Regions from separate parts of the Mus musculus genome. Here all the other regions are linked to region 2. A link is a contact called in public Hi-C and promoter capture Hi-C data. All regions are on one chromosome and are shown on one strand. The core of a region is the stretch at or near the end of the contact, and the rest is flanking DNA. Distances in the headings are between cores, read along the strand shown.

Region 1 (4,633 bases), core at 256-2,755, 2.3 Mb after region 2:
CCCTAGACAATAGAGCATAATATATAATATATATTATGGCATTAAGTATGATACTCTAGAGACACAGAGCGCTATATACAGGTTATAAGCAGATACTACATTATCCTCTGTAAAGGTTTAGTATCCTCAGTTTTGATAATTTTGGTGGTCTTGGAACCAAGAGGGAGAGCCAAAGACACCTTTGTCTTTTTTCCTGTCTTTCTTTTAATGAAGAGGTTTGGATTTCTCCCTACAGATAATTAATGCAATCATTTAGAAATGTTAGCTAGACTTGAGGAAAGACAAACAGGATGGCAGATCTTCTAAAAATCCAAACAGATACAGTGTGAGGCTCTTTTGGAGTCACAGACATGAGTGTAGCAGACAATGAAGGGAGGGGAGATCCTTTCTTTTCCCCCTCAAGACAAGAATTCTCAGTGTAGCCCTGGATGTCCTGGAACAAGCTCTGTAGACCAGGCTGGCCTTGAATTTAGAGATCTGGCCACCTCTGTTTCCCGAATGCTCCCTGGTTAGGAAGGGAGATTACAAGGCATTTAAATTTCAGTCATCAAGACTAATTGTCTTTGTCTGAGGCCTAACCTCCTGAGAAGGTGGATTGCAGTGCTAAGCACTGCAGAAATGGGGTGTGACACAAAGTTCAGAGAAAAAAGGGGCTCACTCCATATATGTTGGCTTAAAAGGGTTTGTGATACATCTAGGAGGAAGTCTGCTAGTGGTGAGGGATAAAGCACGATCTCGGAGTCTGCTTAGGGTTTACGGAAGCTGGGTTTGACTGTAAATATCAGCTATTTGGGACGCTGAGGCAGAAGGATCACAAATTCTAGGCCAGCCTGGGCCTAACAGAGGTACTTCAGGGCTAGCCTGGGTCTACGAAGAGACTTCAAGGCAGGCCTGGGCAAACTTGGTTTCTAAAAAGAAAAAGTAAAAATGGCAGCAGGCAGGCAGGCACGGTACTGAAGCAATTTTCCACTTGTGTCATCATGTAGGTGCTGAAATTCTTTGGACCCAGTGGGGTGGCGGTACGGTACAAGGACAGTTCGCTTCAGGGCTAGGTTCAATCCCTAGTATGAGAGAGAAAGAAGAGGGTGGGAAGTAACGGAGGAGAGAGATGGAAGAGAGGGAGAGAGGAAAAAGAGAAGGTGTAATGAGCTTCAATGGTATGACTGGTAAGGTATCAAAGACAAACAGGATGCCACAACAGGCCTGCACCGAACCAATCCAGAAGAAAGGGAGAAATAGCAGGAGGGCAAGGGAAGAGAATCCTGGAGAGCCCGTCTTTGCCCAAAACGCAGTGAAATGTGGGCGTCAATGTGTCCTTCTTAGTTCTACCTGGTTCAGCCTACACAGGGGCAGGACTAGGAACGTGGCGAAAGCAGGTCTGAAAGCTGTACAGCTTGGTGTGCCTGCGCATGCGCCGGACCCCAGCGCCACCGCCCAGCTCTCTTCAGCCCCGCCCACGCGACGCCCTGCCTAGAGCCTGCGCTCACACTTGGCCCCGCCCGTGACCGTCCAGTCCCGCCCCCCTCGCGGTGCGCGAGGAAGCCACGAGGAGGCCCAAAGTCCCGCCTACCCAGAGATCCACCTACGCTTTGGCTCTGTTACAGAGGCGCTTTGCGTTAGCTCGACGCCGCGCAGCCGCAGAGGACATGGGGCGGGGACAGGGGCGGGGTCGGATCGGAGGCGGAGGCTGGGTGGGCGGGCCCTGGAGTCACGTGTGTAAACACGCCGCACGTGGAGCTCAGCCTGAGCCAGAAGGGCGGGGCTGCGGGTTCCGAAGGAGGAGGCGGGTAAGGTGCGCGCGCGCGCGCGCATGGAGGTCTTGGGCGGCGCGGGACTGGGGCGGCCTGGTTCTGTCCCCAACTTCAGTTTCTTTATCCCGCTGCATTGGTGAGAGCTGTGACCAAGGCAGGCCCAGCCCTAGGGGACGAAACCCCCCTACATAATAACCCCACTACGTGCGCGCTCTCCCATTTCACAGATGAAGTAAAGAAACTTGCTCCAAGCCACGTGGCTGGAAAGTGGCGCCACCAAGATCTGCCCTGGACAGCAGGGCTCCTGGGCCTTGCTTTGTGGCTTGCGTGGCAAGAGGTTCTGGGCTCCGACTCCTACGTTCTGCCCTTGCCCTAAGGGCTACATTTGGTCTGGCTAACATGGCGAGGCCTATTGCTCCGTGCACAATGAGGTGACAGGGGTGCCTGCTCCCCCAGCTAGCAGTCTAGAGACGGGCGCAGGCCAAACCGTCGACCATGGTTTCCGTCTGGGTGTGGCTGGAACACTGCGGTGGGGTCCGGACACCTGAGCCTGCATCACTGCTCCTTACACAGCTCCTCCTCCATTTCTTTGCCCCTTTCTTCTCCCCGAGCCGCACAGAGCCCCTTTCAGAGGCGACGCCCAGTGCAGCGGGTTCCTACCCTTCTGCCCCAAAGGGCCTCCTTTCCTCTCCTCCTCGTCCTCCTCCTCTCCCATCTGTGCCGCGTGACCGGGGGGAGGCGCCGTACCGGGCGCAGTCCAGGCGTGGGGCCCAGCCAAGCTGTCATCCCGGACTGGCGGGCCCGAGGAGGCCTAAAAGGGGGGACCCGAGTGCTTGGGACTGGTAGGAAGCGTGCTCCAGGCAGAAAGGCTGAGCTGCCAGCAGTCCCGGAGAGGAATGCGCGCCCTCTTCAGGCTTAAGCGGCTAGGTCCTGCGGCCCTGAAAACCCATACCTGGGCCCCTCCCAATTTTGGGTTTGAGGGTTCAGGAGCTTGTTAATGGGACATTCCATTAATCTAAGGCTAAGGCTCCGAGGCAGCTCAATGTAGCTGTAGGCCCTGAAGCCAGGCTCAGTGTCTGACCTTGGGCAAATTGCTGAGCCTCCGTTTTGTTCAGTTTCTCCAGATTCATTTACCAACATTCCAGCCTCAATATGTCCCTCTGAGATGATGCTTTTGTTTTTAATCTCCCCATGCCCTCTAACTAGTGCCCTTGCACATTCAACCACGTGTGTTGTGCCCGTGCTTCCCAGAACAGCCATGGGGTTTTGGGCTCACTCCGTGTGGTTTGCTCCGTGGTGCACAAAGGCTTTCTGTAGAGAATTTGGAGTTTTGGCTAGGGAAGACCCTCCTTCGGACTGCCTCTTTACTCTGAGTGAAGTTGAGGAAAAGGTATATGGAAGCCAAAACACTGGGAGCCCTAGGACACAGCGGAAAGGAAGAATTAACAGAACCCTGCTGAGTTGTGCCCAACCCCGAGGCTATGGGGGTAGGCCTGCTTCTCCAAGCCAGTCACTGAAACTGCGTAATGGAGCTAGCAACTTCTGGGGAGTGGGTGACCATGGCTTCCCAGTTACAGCTAGAGTCCTGCTGTGAAATGCAGGATGCCGCTGTTCAGCAGCTCACCTCTGTTGTTGTTCAGGCCTTAACCAGGTTCTGTGCTATTTCTGTATCTGCTGCTTTTGCCAGACCACTGACAGCCGCCCCCTCCCTCCCTTCAACCCCCACCCCCCACCTCAACCCCCACCCCCACCCCCACCCCCTGCTTCTGTGGTGTCAGGTAGTTCCGATGATGAGTTCTGCCCCAGGGACTGATTCATGCCACATGCCTGTCCTGCCCTAGCTCCACATTCCTTGACCACTGTGATTAAGGACCATTCATTCAGCTTGATACTCTGAGAGGGAAGTTCTGGCCGGCAGGAATGTCAGCCTAAAAGATACTGGAAAATAGCAAGTGGAGAATGAAGTCAGCACAGAACCAAGCCAAGCTGGGCAAGATGGACGCCTCTGAACACCCAGATGGAGCCCTTCCTGAAACTAGATAGCATTGTGGCTTGGCTATGTCTCTGGATTCATAAACTTCTTACTTCTTCTGACCGTTGTTACTCTAATTTAATCTCCTCTGACTTTTTAGGGGACCCAAAACCTTAGCTACCACTTCTGAATGAAATGTGGGGCTTCAGGTCACGTGGCCCACCAGACTTGAGTCTCCCATGGTGTGTAGGGCTTTTGCCTGCTCTGACTTTTGGCCATCTCTTGACCCATGGTGACCTTGAGAGATGCTCTCTGGGCTTTTCTCCAGCTCTTAACTATAACCCTAGGGCTTAGAATCTCTGTCCTCAGCTAAGGAAAAGTGAACGATCCACTGGTCTCCCAAGGCTAGCTGGGACTTGGTGTTAGCCTCCTGCTCTTGTGCACTAGTGCACATGGCCCTTCCTTCTCCACTTCTGTTGGTCTCCTGACCCACTTACCCATTCTGCTCTCCCTTGAGCCCTCTCATAGATACCATGACCAACCTTGGGTAGTAGAGAACAGATGAGGTGTTTTCAACTCTTAACTTTCCCCCTCTAGATCCCAATTTCCACACAAAGGCTCAGACACTCTAGGCACTTGTACAAGCCCATCCAAAGGGCTACCCACAGCTGCTACCCACCAGCAAGCCAGAGGGTGGGAAGTGTGAACACACAGGAGGGGAGAGGATGCAGCGTGGGGATACAGACGGTGCGCCTCCCAAAATGTGCTGCTGCACATCTGCCCAGAGAAAAAGGGAGGCTCGGAATCGCCAGCTTTTTGTTATTTTTACTTTTTGGTGCGAGGGGCCATCTGTGCAGGTTTGAGTTTGTCTGGAGGCAACAGGGTTGCAGATGAAATTCAAATACAAGCT
Region 2 (4,978 bases), core at 1,298-3,797:
AGAGTGACAAGAAAGGTTGAGAAATGAGAAAGCCTACTCTAAAACTCTAACACGAACATCTTACAATAGGAATTAGCATGCTCTCTAAGGTAGTGAACAGATAAAAATCACTGCACTGCAAGGTTCACCAAGACACAAGCCTAGAAATGTTAGCCACGAGGGAGATAGCTTTTTTGTAACCACTAGATCAGAAGACCCAGTCAGAACAAGTGAATTAGGTACTCTCCTAAACCAGCAGTGTTCTACAGTCTTTCATACCGAGTCCCTGACAACAGTCATCCACAGGGAAAAGCTTGTAATTAATGTCTTTCCCAAGAAAAGTGAACAAATTCAGTTGTCTTTATTTTCTTGTAATTTGCTATTTGGTGTATTTGTGTATGTAATTAGTTCCTTTTAGTTATAGCAGTATGGCTACATGTAGAACTGAGCGAAATGATTCATGTGGGCTTGAAGAAAGGCTCTAATTTTCTGGGTATATACAAAGAGAGAAAGACGATATAAAGAAATCTTCTTTTAGAGTATGCATTTCGTTTTTCCAACTAAGTAAATAAACAAACAAAACCCCACACCAAAACAACAGAAGCGATGGCCAATGAATTTCACACTCTTTCAGACATCTGTTTTAGCCAAAAGAAGGTAGGGTTCCTCTGTTCTCTGAAGTGCCCTGGCTGCATGATCCAGGCGAGTCACTCTTTGTTTTAGCTTCTTCTGGTGTGAAATGTGAGGGGAAAGCTGGATGAACTTTTAGAGATGGAATCACAAACTGCCTATTAAAAGTAACCTAAAAGCTAGTTTTACTTCACATCTTACAAAGGTCAGTTACAATTTATTTAAAATCTTCTCAGCTCAATGTAATAATAGCAACTGAGAGAAAAACTGGAGTATAAATACAGAAGTATACTGGTTTCATAGTATAGAGTGTCTTACCTGCACCTAGCCTGGGACAATATTTTGACTTTGCAGCTACAATTAAAACACAGTCGTAGCTAACATCAAGTAGTGTTCAGCTTCATTGTAATTTATGAAACACACATGCCAAACATAGCGCTGAAGACCACCTGTCCTGGAGCTGCAAACCCAGAATTAGGCCTGCGTCCATTTCCTGTAATATTCCTGTAATTCCTGGTGGCCAAGCCCTTCTTTGGACACAAAGTGTCAAGGAACACCTCTGAGGCTCACAGACGTGAAACAGTGCCTGGCTTCAGAACTCAAACCACGCTTTCCCTAGTATACCGATTTCCCTTTCCATGCTCAAGGTGAGCATGATCAAGTAACAGCACCGGATGGATGCTAGGCAGCAGCAAACAGCTTCGTTTGCTCAGAGTTCTGTGGGTCCAGTCACAGTGGTGGCGGTTTATAAATAAGGCATCTCAGTGAGATGTAAGTGACTTACCCAAGGTTACATGGCTGTTAGTGGCAGAGCCAGTGTCTTTCCAATCAATTTCTGAAACAGATAGTCTCCTGGATCGATATTCACAATCCAGCTGTGGCCAAGAAGGAAATAAACACCATCAAACACGTCTCTCCATTGGCGGGCGAAACACAGTAACTTATTTCGGCAGTGAAGAAACTTCCAATACTTAACATTGAAAAGAAATTTCGGAAAGCTGTTCATGCAATGTAATTGTGTGAGGCAAATTTACATAATTTACTTAACAAGTAGAGGATTTTGCAGAAGCTAAAACAAATCAGCCTGGAAAACTTCTAACAATTGTATATTTTAAACCTCCCCCTCCATGTAAGTAATTCACTCAGCAAACTACTGCTTTTACTGACATAATTTTCTAACCAATATGGAATAATAAATGACATATTGCTATTCTAACTTTAACCGAAATTACAGCCTAAGGGGTGATTATGTAAATTAGTCAAACACAGTGGGCAGAAGAGTACCATGAAAAGATGCGACAACGTGGCTTGACCTATATATTCTCCAAAGCAGTTTCCTGCCCTGGTCCTCCTTTTTTTTTTTGGCTACTGTTTTCCTATTGTTGCTTTAAAGTAGGCTTATTCGGTTCCCTTAGAAAGTAACTTAGCGATTACAGTTAAGTAAAATTAGTACACCGCTAGGGCATCCTCCGAGTTTCCAGAGTTACCATGGTAAAGGAATGAAGGGTCAAACTTTCTCTTTTTAATCAATATAGCAATCCATACACAGAATCAGACCAGTAGAGTAGAAAGTACAAACTCAGACAGAAAAGGGGGTAAATCCAGTAATTGCCTTGGGCCATGTAGACTGAAAGCAAATTCCTGTCCACTGTCAGCAACCTTTGGTGGGGGTGGCTGCCTGGACCTAATTAATCACCCAGGCCTCGGACTCCAAACAACGATCGGGATGCCCCAGGTCTGGAAAGGTGGGCACTTTCACCAATGGTCTCAGCGATCTCTGGAAAGATCAGTCAATCCCAGAGGATGTGTACGTGTGGGAGGCCACGATTGCTATTTTTCGTTTGCGCTGGCATTTCCTACACCACGCAGTGCTTAAAGGACGGGGGATTAAAGAAACTTAAGCTCCATCCTGGCTGGCCTAAGCGCTTTCACGTCTCCAGAAGGCAAAGGCGCTTCAGCGGGACCTGGGGAGCAACGGGACCCCCACCCCCAGCGGCACGGCGGGCCCGGGGTCTCCACAGGCCCGACAGAGGGACGACAGTACACACAGGGCCCTGGAGCTCAGGCTCGGGTGCGTGGCAGTGCCGCGGGCGTCACCGGCGAGGAGGAAGCGGGCGTCACCAGCGAGGCCGCACATGGCCGGCGGCGCTCAAGCGGAGGGGCGGCCCGGGGCGCGGTACCTGCGGTCGGGCGGCGGGCTGCTGCTCCTGCGAGCCTCCTTTGGCCGGCCGGGACCCCACCGTACCCTCGCCCTCGTCCGCCTCGCTCCCGACTCCTTTCCCTCTCTTTCCCCCTTTTTGCCCCTTCCTCGGCCGTGGCTCCAAGATGGCGGCGCCGAGACAGATCACGTGAGCGGCGAGCCGGTCAGGTGAGCCTGGAGGCGCGCGGCGTGGGCGGGGCTGTGGTGGGGTGGAGCCACCACAGACCACGCCCTCTGGCAGAAAGGGCCTTAAGGCTCTGGGCAGATGCTGTGGCCATCCAGGTCCTGTCAGAGCTGGTGTTGGTCTAGAACTCAGTTGATATCCACTGTGGCCTCAACCTGCTGGGGCATTCTTCATCCCCTCATTTACCCCATCGTTCTTTACATCCTTGTGCTTGTGAATCTGGCTGGACTTTTTTTTTTTTTTTTTTTTTTAAAGTTTATCGAGGGCTGGAGCGATGGCTGGAGTGATGGCTGGAGCGAGGGTTGGAGCGATGGCTCCGTGGTTGCTCTTATAGAGGACACAGGTTTGGTTTCCAGCACTCATACAGTGGCTCACAACCATGTGTAACTCCACTTCCAGGGACTCAGAAGCTCTGGCCTTCTTCTGACCTCCACAGACTCCAGACACACACATGGTGCTCAGGTATACAGATAAGTAAGCCATTCACACACACAAAATATTATCTACGTATTTATTTATTGTTATTTGTGGAGACTTGTGGTCAGAGGAGAATTTTCAGGAGTCTGTTCTTTCCTTCCATGGTATGGGTTCTGATATTGAACTCAAACCTTCAGACTTGGCAGCGAGTACCTTTACCCATTGAACCACATACCTCCTAGATAAATGCTCTTCCACTGAGCTATTGAGTTTCCTGAAACAACTCATCCTGGCTTCTAATTCCTTATGTAGTTAGCCCAGGCAGACATTTGAAGTTGTGAACCTCCTGCCTCAGCCCTCCAGGGTAGCTTGGGAGAGTAGATGTGTCTCCACCATACCAGGCTCTAATTGGAGCTATTATTTTTTTCAGGCATCGTATGCTGAAAAATGTAGAGGTCCTAACCGTATGTCTGATGAGAGGCAGTGCTGGCTCTGGGTCAAAAATACTTTCTTTTTTTTTTTTATGTTTAAAATTTAAAAAAGCATTTATTGATTCGTGTGTGGAAGACAGAGGACAATTTTCTGGAGTTGGTTCACTTTTTCTCCCGTGTAGGTCCCAAGGGTTGAACTCGGGTTGCAGCTTTGATAGAAAGTTCTTTTACCAACTGAACCTTCTTGCGGTCCTTGAAAGATTTTTCAGGAGTTGTAAGGTCTGACTTGGTGAGCTTGCGGTAATAACTCCGAGCGAGCCGTCATGTTTGTCGTTTGGATCTGTTTCCGTGAAGTATCTGCTCTGCTGTAACAAACCCTGTTGGGTCCTGTGCTAATACCATGAATACAAACTGAGAGAAGCAATCTCACCCAGCTTTCAACCCAAGAATAAGCCGGCAGGTAGGGGCTAGCAGGAATGGCAGAGCCACGAGCTTGGGTCTGGATTCAATGGGTGGGCGTGGCCAGAGGAAGGACTTTAGGGAGGATCGTAGTGATAGCGCCAGGCTGGCCTTGTTAGGTGAGATACCTTTTGGATGTTTCCTGGTATATTTAGAACCCACTTCAAGCAGGTTGGGTTTTGAGTCGTCAAAATACATACGAAAAAGTAATGGTTTAGGTACGGCAGCCATCTTATTTGCTGTGTCTCTGGATAAAAGTTTACCAGCTGGGGGGTTACAGAGATGACTGAATGGTTAAGAGTGGATTCTGCTCTTGCAGAAGACGTATTGGTTCTCAGCACCCATGCCAGGCAGCTCACACCCCCTCAGCTCATGGATGGGCTTCTTCTCGCTACAGATGACGCAGATATAGACCAGATTAGACCAGACTAGAGATAGATAAAGCCAGGTTTATTAGATGCCGTTCTCAGGTGGGATCCACGGGTCGGGTCGCAAAGAACCGGGCGGGGCAAATCGTGCATCCGGACTAGGGTGAGGTAGTTTTATAGACTGTAGGCGAAGGGTGATGATATGTCAGCAGTAAGCTGGGTTTGTGCCCAAGAGCTGAGCGTACTGGGGACTGAGGGGACTGGGGTGGCTGGCAGCATCAGAGGAGGAGGTTGCAACAGCCTGGGCACT
Region 3 (5,125 bases), core at 2,126-4,625, 2.4 Mb after region 2:
CCAGTCCTGTGTAGGCAGTGCTGGGACCGGGGCTCTCTGTGTGGCGGCAGCCCAGACTTTCTGCAGTCTGAGGGAGGTGCTGGTCTAAGGGCCAGCTTTGCAGTACAGATCTCTCTGTGTAAAGGAAGCCTCCTGTGGACTTCACCCCATGGGGATAAGGCTTTGTCTTACAGTCTGCCTCAGTGAGCCTTTGCTGGGTTGCCTGTGTGACCTGGAACTCACCATGTCAGTGGAAGGTGTTGGGGCAGGGCTGTGAGCAGATGCTGTCTTTGGAAACTGGCTCTTCTGGTTCAACCTGACATTCCTGTTCCCATTCTCCCGGCTAAACAGTAAGGGACCCTCACAACCCCTAGCTCACAGCCCCTTAAGCCAAAAGTCTAAAATCAGAACACTACCTCCAGTTGCTATAGCTCTGAAGTTGCCAGCCTTTAGTACAGAGGTGAAGATGTTGGTTGGCAGATCCGGGGCAATGAGATCCCAAGTAAGATCTTTTTAGCTCAGTGTTTCAAGTTAGGGGATGTTTCTTTTTTGTTTTGTTCTGTCATTTTGAGTCGGGGCCTCACTATATCCCTGTACAGTGTAGGCTGTGGAGCTCAACAATCCTCCTGCCTCAGCCTCCCAAGTACTGTGAGTAGAGGCATGTGCCCCGTTTTGAACAGTATGTCAAATTCTGCAGTTGCTTACACCCAAGCCTTTAGAAAAGTTAAGAGTTGTAATAGAATCCCTTTGTTAGGCCTGGCATGAACCTTAAAGGGAGCCAGGATGTGGAGAAAGAGGAACACTCCTCCATTGTTGGTGGGATTGCAGGCTTGTACAACCACTCTGGAAATCAGTCTGGCGGTTCCTCAGAAAATTGGACATAGTACTACTGGAGGATCAGCAATACCTCTCCTGGGCATATATCCAGAAGATGTCCCAACCGGTAAGAAGGACACATGCTCCACTATGTTCATAGCAGCCTTATTTATAATAACCAGAAGCTGGAAAGAACCCAGATGCCCCTCAACAGAGGAATGGATACAGAAAATGTGGTACATTTACACAATGGAGTACTACTCAGCTATAAAAAAGAATGAATTTATGAAATTCCTAGCCAAATGGATGGACCTGGAGGGCATCATCCTGAGTGGGGTAACACATTCACAAAGGAACTCACACAATATGTACTCACTGATAAGTGGATATTAGCCCAAAACCTAGGATACCCAAGATATAGGATACAATTTGCTAAACACATGAAACTCAAGAAGAATGAAGACTGAAGTGTGGACACTATGCCCCTCCTTAGAATTGGGAACAAAACACCCATGGAAGGAGTTACAGAGACAAAGTTTAGAGCTGAGACGAAAGGATGGACCATGTAGAGACTGCCATATCCAGGGATCCACCCCATAATCAGCTTCCAAACGCTGACACCATTGCATACACTAGCAAGATTTTATAGAAAGGACCCAGAGGTAGCTGTCTCTGTGAGACTATGCCGGGGCCTAGCAAACACAGAGTGGATGCTCACAGTCAGCTATTGGATGGATCACAGGGCCCCCAATGGAGGAGCTAGAGAAAGTACCCAAGGAGCTAAAGGGATCTGCAACCCTATAGGTGGAACAACATTATGAACTAACCAGTACCCCGGAGCTCTTGACTCTAGCTGCATATGTATCAAAAGATGGCCTAGTCGGCCATCACTGGAAAGAGAGGCCCATTGGACTTGCAAACTTTATATGCCCCAGTACAGGGGAACGCCAGGGCAAAAAAGGGGGGGGTGTGGGTGGGTAGGGGAGTGGGGGGGGGGAGGGTATGGGGGACTTTTGGGATAGCATTGGAAATGTAATTGAGGAAAATATGTAATAAAAAGATATATATATATAAAAAAAGGGGGAGCCAGGATGTGACCAGTAAGAGGAAGCAGTCTGGATTCGCTCGGAACCAGCCACTGTAGATGGTTTCGTCCTGGGGTTAGCTCTGGGGGGTTGGCCTTGGCTTAACGGGTTTGATTTTGTTTAGATTGGAGTTATTTTTGAGATAGGGTTTCATTGTGTAGTTAAAGGCTTGTCTCGAACTACTATCCTTCTGCTTCGGCCACCTATGTTCTAAGATTACAGGCATGCCCACCTTCAACTCTGTATTTTAGAACAATTCTTAGAAACTATTCATCTCCTTTTATTTGTAACTGATTTTTCTTGCTGAAAACTTAGAAAAGTCCAGAGAACTGTACTCCGTCTGCCTCTGTAGCATGCACCACCAACTTCATATTTCTTTTTAAAATGTATGTATGTATTTGTGTGTGTGTGGGTGTTAGGCTTACATGTATGTCAGTGTACTACAGGTGTGCCTAATGTCCACATGGGCGGGAAGAGGGCGTCAGATCCCCTGGAACTGGATTTACAGCCAGGTGTGAACCACCATGTGTCTTCAGTCCTTGAGGCTGGAGAGATATAGCCCAGTGGTTAATTCCCAGCAACCATATGGTGGCTCACAACCATCTGTAAAAGGATCTGATGCCCTCTTCTACTGTGTCTGGAAACAGTTGCAGTGTACACATATAATTAAAATAAATCTTAAAAAAAAAAGAAAAATTATTCTAAACTTCTTGGAAACCCTGGCAATGGTTACACAATATCCTTTATACTACAGCATTTGGGATTGTGCAAGGGTGGCCTTTTAGGCAAGTTCCTGTCATCCAAGCGCTGCAGGAACAAGCTTGTGTATCTTCGAAATTTGGATTGTGATAGAATCTTTGGACTATGACAGATACCTCCAGAGCGAAATAGCTGGATTTAAAAGTATGTGTTGTTCAATCAAAATCTCTCATGAATTTACCCTCCAAGTTTTGGCGTGCTGGTCTCGTGTCCTCTCTATTAAACTCTGCTGTTTAATCTAGGTCCAGGCCTCCCTGAGAAGGGACTCCCTACAGGGCTGTGTCTCCACTAGTAGCTGGTAGCAGCAGGTGGCAGGGCACACACGGTGGTGTGACACACACCTGCTCCCGCTGGGAAGGAAGCAGAGGGGAGTAAGCTAAGACCGGGACCCGGTAATTATAAAAAAGCAGCCATCTGCTCCGAGGCCGGTTATTAACCTGCGTCGGGTGCTGACGTGACAGCGCCAGCGAGATTTTTTTTTTCCCCCACAGGCAGATGGTGTATTTTCAGCCAGATTTGACTTTGACTCTGTGTTTGGAGATGCAGCCGGGGCCTGGAAGGAAGGGGGCGGGAGGGCTGCAGGGCGAAGGAACTATGACTAAGGATGCAGGGCAGAGGTCCCATAGCCAAGGATGTAGGAGTAAGACCCCATGGCCAAGGAAGGATGCAGGAGGCTAGGGCTGGAGGCGACCATTCAGCGACGATTATGAGGCGCCATCTAGCGGCGAACTGCGCACTCGCTGTTCTGCTCTGCAGCTCGGGCCGCAGCGCCCTCTACTGATCAGCATGCAAAGCCCAGGATGCCGCCACAGCGGGGGTTTGGTTTATGAGCTAGGGTGCAAAGGGTTTGAGCACTTCCTGAGGTTTTAAGACGCCATGAGTAGAAAGAACATAGGCTGGATCTCCTGCTGCAGCCTTTTTTTTTTTTTTTTCCATACAAAACTGGATGTTTCTTCATTCCGAGCAATCAACATATGGTAATTAAGAAATACCAGGATTCATCTCATTCTGGGTCTGTCTGGTGTCTACAGTTTGTTGGGAGGGAGGAGATAAGTGGCTTCATTAGCCGGGAAAGGCTTCGGAGGCCATTAAGATAATGGTGGCTTAGAAGGCTGAGTTCTGCCCTGGCTAGCTGAATCACAGCCTTGGGGTTAGTTCTGGCTATCCCAGTCTTGGCAGATGAAGGGTTTCCACCAAGGGTGTTTTTCTGTTGTTGATGTGATAGCCATTCACTTTATTATTTTAGACTTTTAAATTTTTTATCAAGGTTTTAAGACTTTATTTTTTATGTGCATTAGTATTTTGCTCACATTGCATGTCTGATTCTTGTGCATTCTGGAACTGGAGTTATGCACGGTTATAAGTCGCCCTGTGGGTGCTAGAAATTGAACCTAGATCCTTTGTAAAAAAAAACAACTGCTGAGCCATCTCTCCAGCTGCCTTAATTTTTACTTAAAAACAGAAAATTAGATTTAGTTTTTTTGGGAGTGGTGGCAATGATTTCTGAATTTGAAGCCAGCCTGGTCTACATTAGCAAATTCCAGGCCAGCCAGGGATATATGATAAGGTCCTGTAACAAATGTAATAATACAATATAACATCAATGTACATATTTAAAGTTTTATTTTAGTTTTTATTTATTTATGTCTGTGCACGTAAGTACAGGTGCCCTCAGGAAGGCCAGATGAGAGGGGGTCAAATGGAGCTGGAGTTACAGATGGTTTGAGCTACCATTTGGGTGCTAAGAATTGAACCTGGGTCTTCTGGAGGAGCAGCCAGTGCTCTTTAATCTCAGTGGGATTTCTCCAGCCCCGTGACAGACTGACTGAGACAGGGTCTCATTATGTAATCCTGGTTGTCTTGGAGCTCATTATGTAATCCAAGCTGGCCTTGAACTCTCAACAGTACCCCTTCCTCTGCCTCCGATATGCTGGGACTAACAGCGTGGACTACCATTCCCAGCATAATTGCACTCTTTGAAAAAGAGTAGTAGCCGGGTGTGGTGGCACACGCCTTTAATCCCAGCACTTGGGAGGCAGAGGCAGGCGGATTTCTGAGTTTGAGGCCAGCTTGGTCTACAGAGTGAGTTCCAGGACAGCCAGGGCTATACAGAGAAACCCTGCCTCGAAAAAAAAAAAGAAAAAGAAAAGAAAAAGAGTACTGAGTGTTGAGTCTCAATGGGCAAAGGCGCTTGCGGCTATGACCTGTGTTTGATCTCTGGAAGCCACAGGGTAGAAAGAAAGAACTGACTTCTGCCAATTGTCCTCTGACCTCTCCGCACATTGTGGTATAAGAGTGCATGCACACACAGCATCACACAACCACACATGCACACATTAGCTAAATTAATCCATTAGTTAATTAATTAAAGAAGAGCCCAGTGTGTTCATGCAAATCTGTGATCCCAGCACACTCAGGAGGCTAAGGCAAAAGGATTATGAATTTCAGGCCAACCTGAGTCCCTGGTTTTCTATCTCCAAAACCAT

Evidence for each region. Promoter capture Hi-C pulls out the DNA fragments that hold promoters and counts their contacts. Hi-C and Micro-C count contacts between places; a contact is called where the count stands out from the background.
Region 1: a contact with region 2 is called in a Hi-C map of B cells, with 7 read pairs. The contact joins the enhancer-like site here to the promoter of E130304I02Rik in region 2. A contact is called at or near these places in 9 of 39 promoter capture datasets (the 3T3-L1 cell line, 3T3-L1-derived adipocytes, the C10 cell line and 5 more), 1 of 484 Hi-C or Micro-C datasets (B cells), 4 of 115 datasets of contacts at active chromatin or transcription factors (astrocytes, embryonic forebrain, fibro-adipogenic progenitors and 1 more) and 1 of 9 other capture datasets (adipose tissue).
Region 3: a contact with region 2 is called in a promoter capture Hi-C map of liver, with 4 times the contacts expected there. The contact joins the enhancer-like site here to the promoter of E130304I02Rik in region 2. A contact is called at or near these places in 4 of 39 promoter capture datasets (hippocampal neurons, liver, maxillary cranial neural crest and 1 more), 1 of 484 Hi-C or Micro-C datasets (B cells), 2 of 115 datasets of contacts at active chromatin or transcription factors (double positive thymocytes and embryonic forebrain) and 1 of 9 other capture datasets (adipose tissue).

Annotation. Positions count from the first base shown.
Region 1 is chr7:38,083,491-38,088,123 of GRCm38.p6, forward strand. The region is part of intron 3 of Gm30771 (a long non-coding RNA gene); the gene reads left to right. Among named protein-coding and RNA genes, the nearest start is that of Ccne1, 22 kb to the right of the region's middle. Within about 2 kb of position 1,506, at least 164 of the 459 cell types and tissues checked have an H3K27ac peak or open chromatin away from gene starts, as enhancers often do. A contact at or near this core is called in B cells, forebrain and hippocampal neurons, where this site is marked.
Region 2 is chr7:35,800,045-35,805,022 of GRCm38.p6, forward strand. It overlaps E130304I02Rik (RIKEN cDNA E130304I02 gene), which reads left to right and starts at 2,548. Exons shown (of 3, transcript NR_033567.1): 1 at 2,548-2,977. Zfp507 (zinc finger protein 507) reads right to left here and starts at 2,945. Exons shown (of 7, transcript NM_177739.3): 1 at 2,790-2,945; 2 at 1,394-1,484.
Region 3 is chr7:38,197,751-38,202,875 of GRCm38.p6, forward strand. No RefSeq gene overlaps it. Among named protein-coding and RNA genes, the nearest start is that of 1600014C10Rik, 17 kb to the left of the region's middle. Within about 2 kb of position 3,376, at least 101 of the 459 cell types and tissues checked have an H3K27ac peak or open chromatin away from gene starts, as enhancers often do. A contact at or near this core is called in B cells, adipose tissue, embryonic forebrain and 2 more, where this site is marked.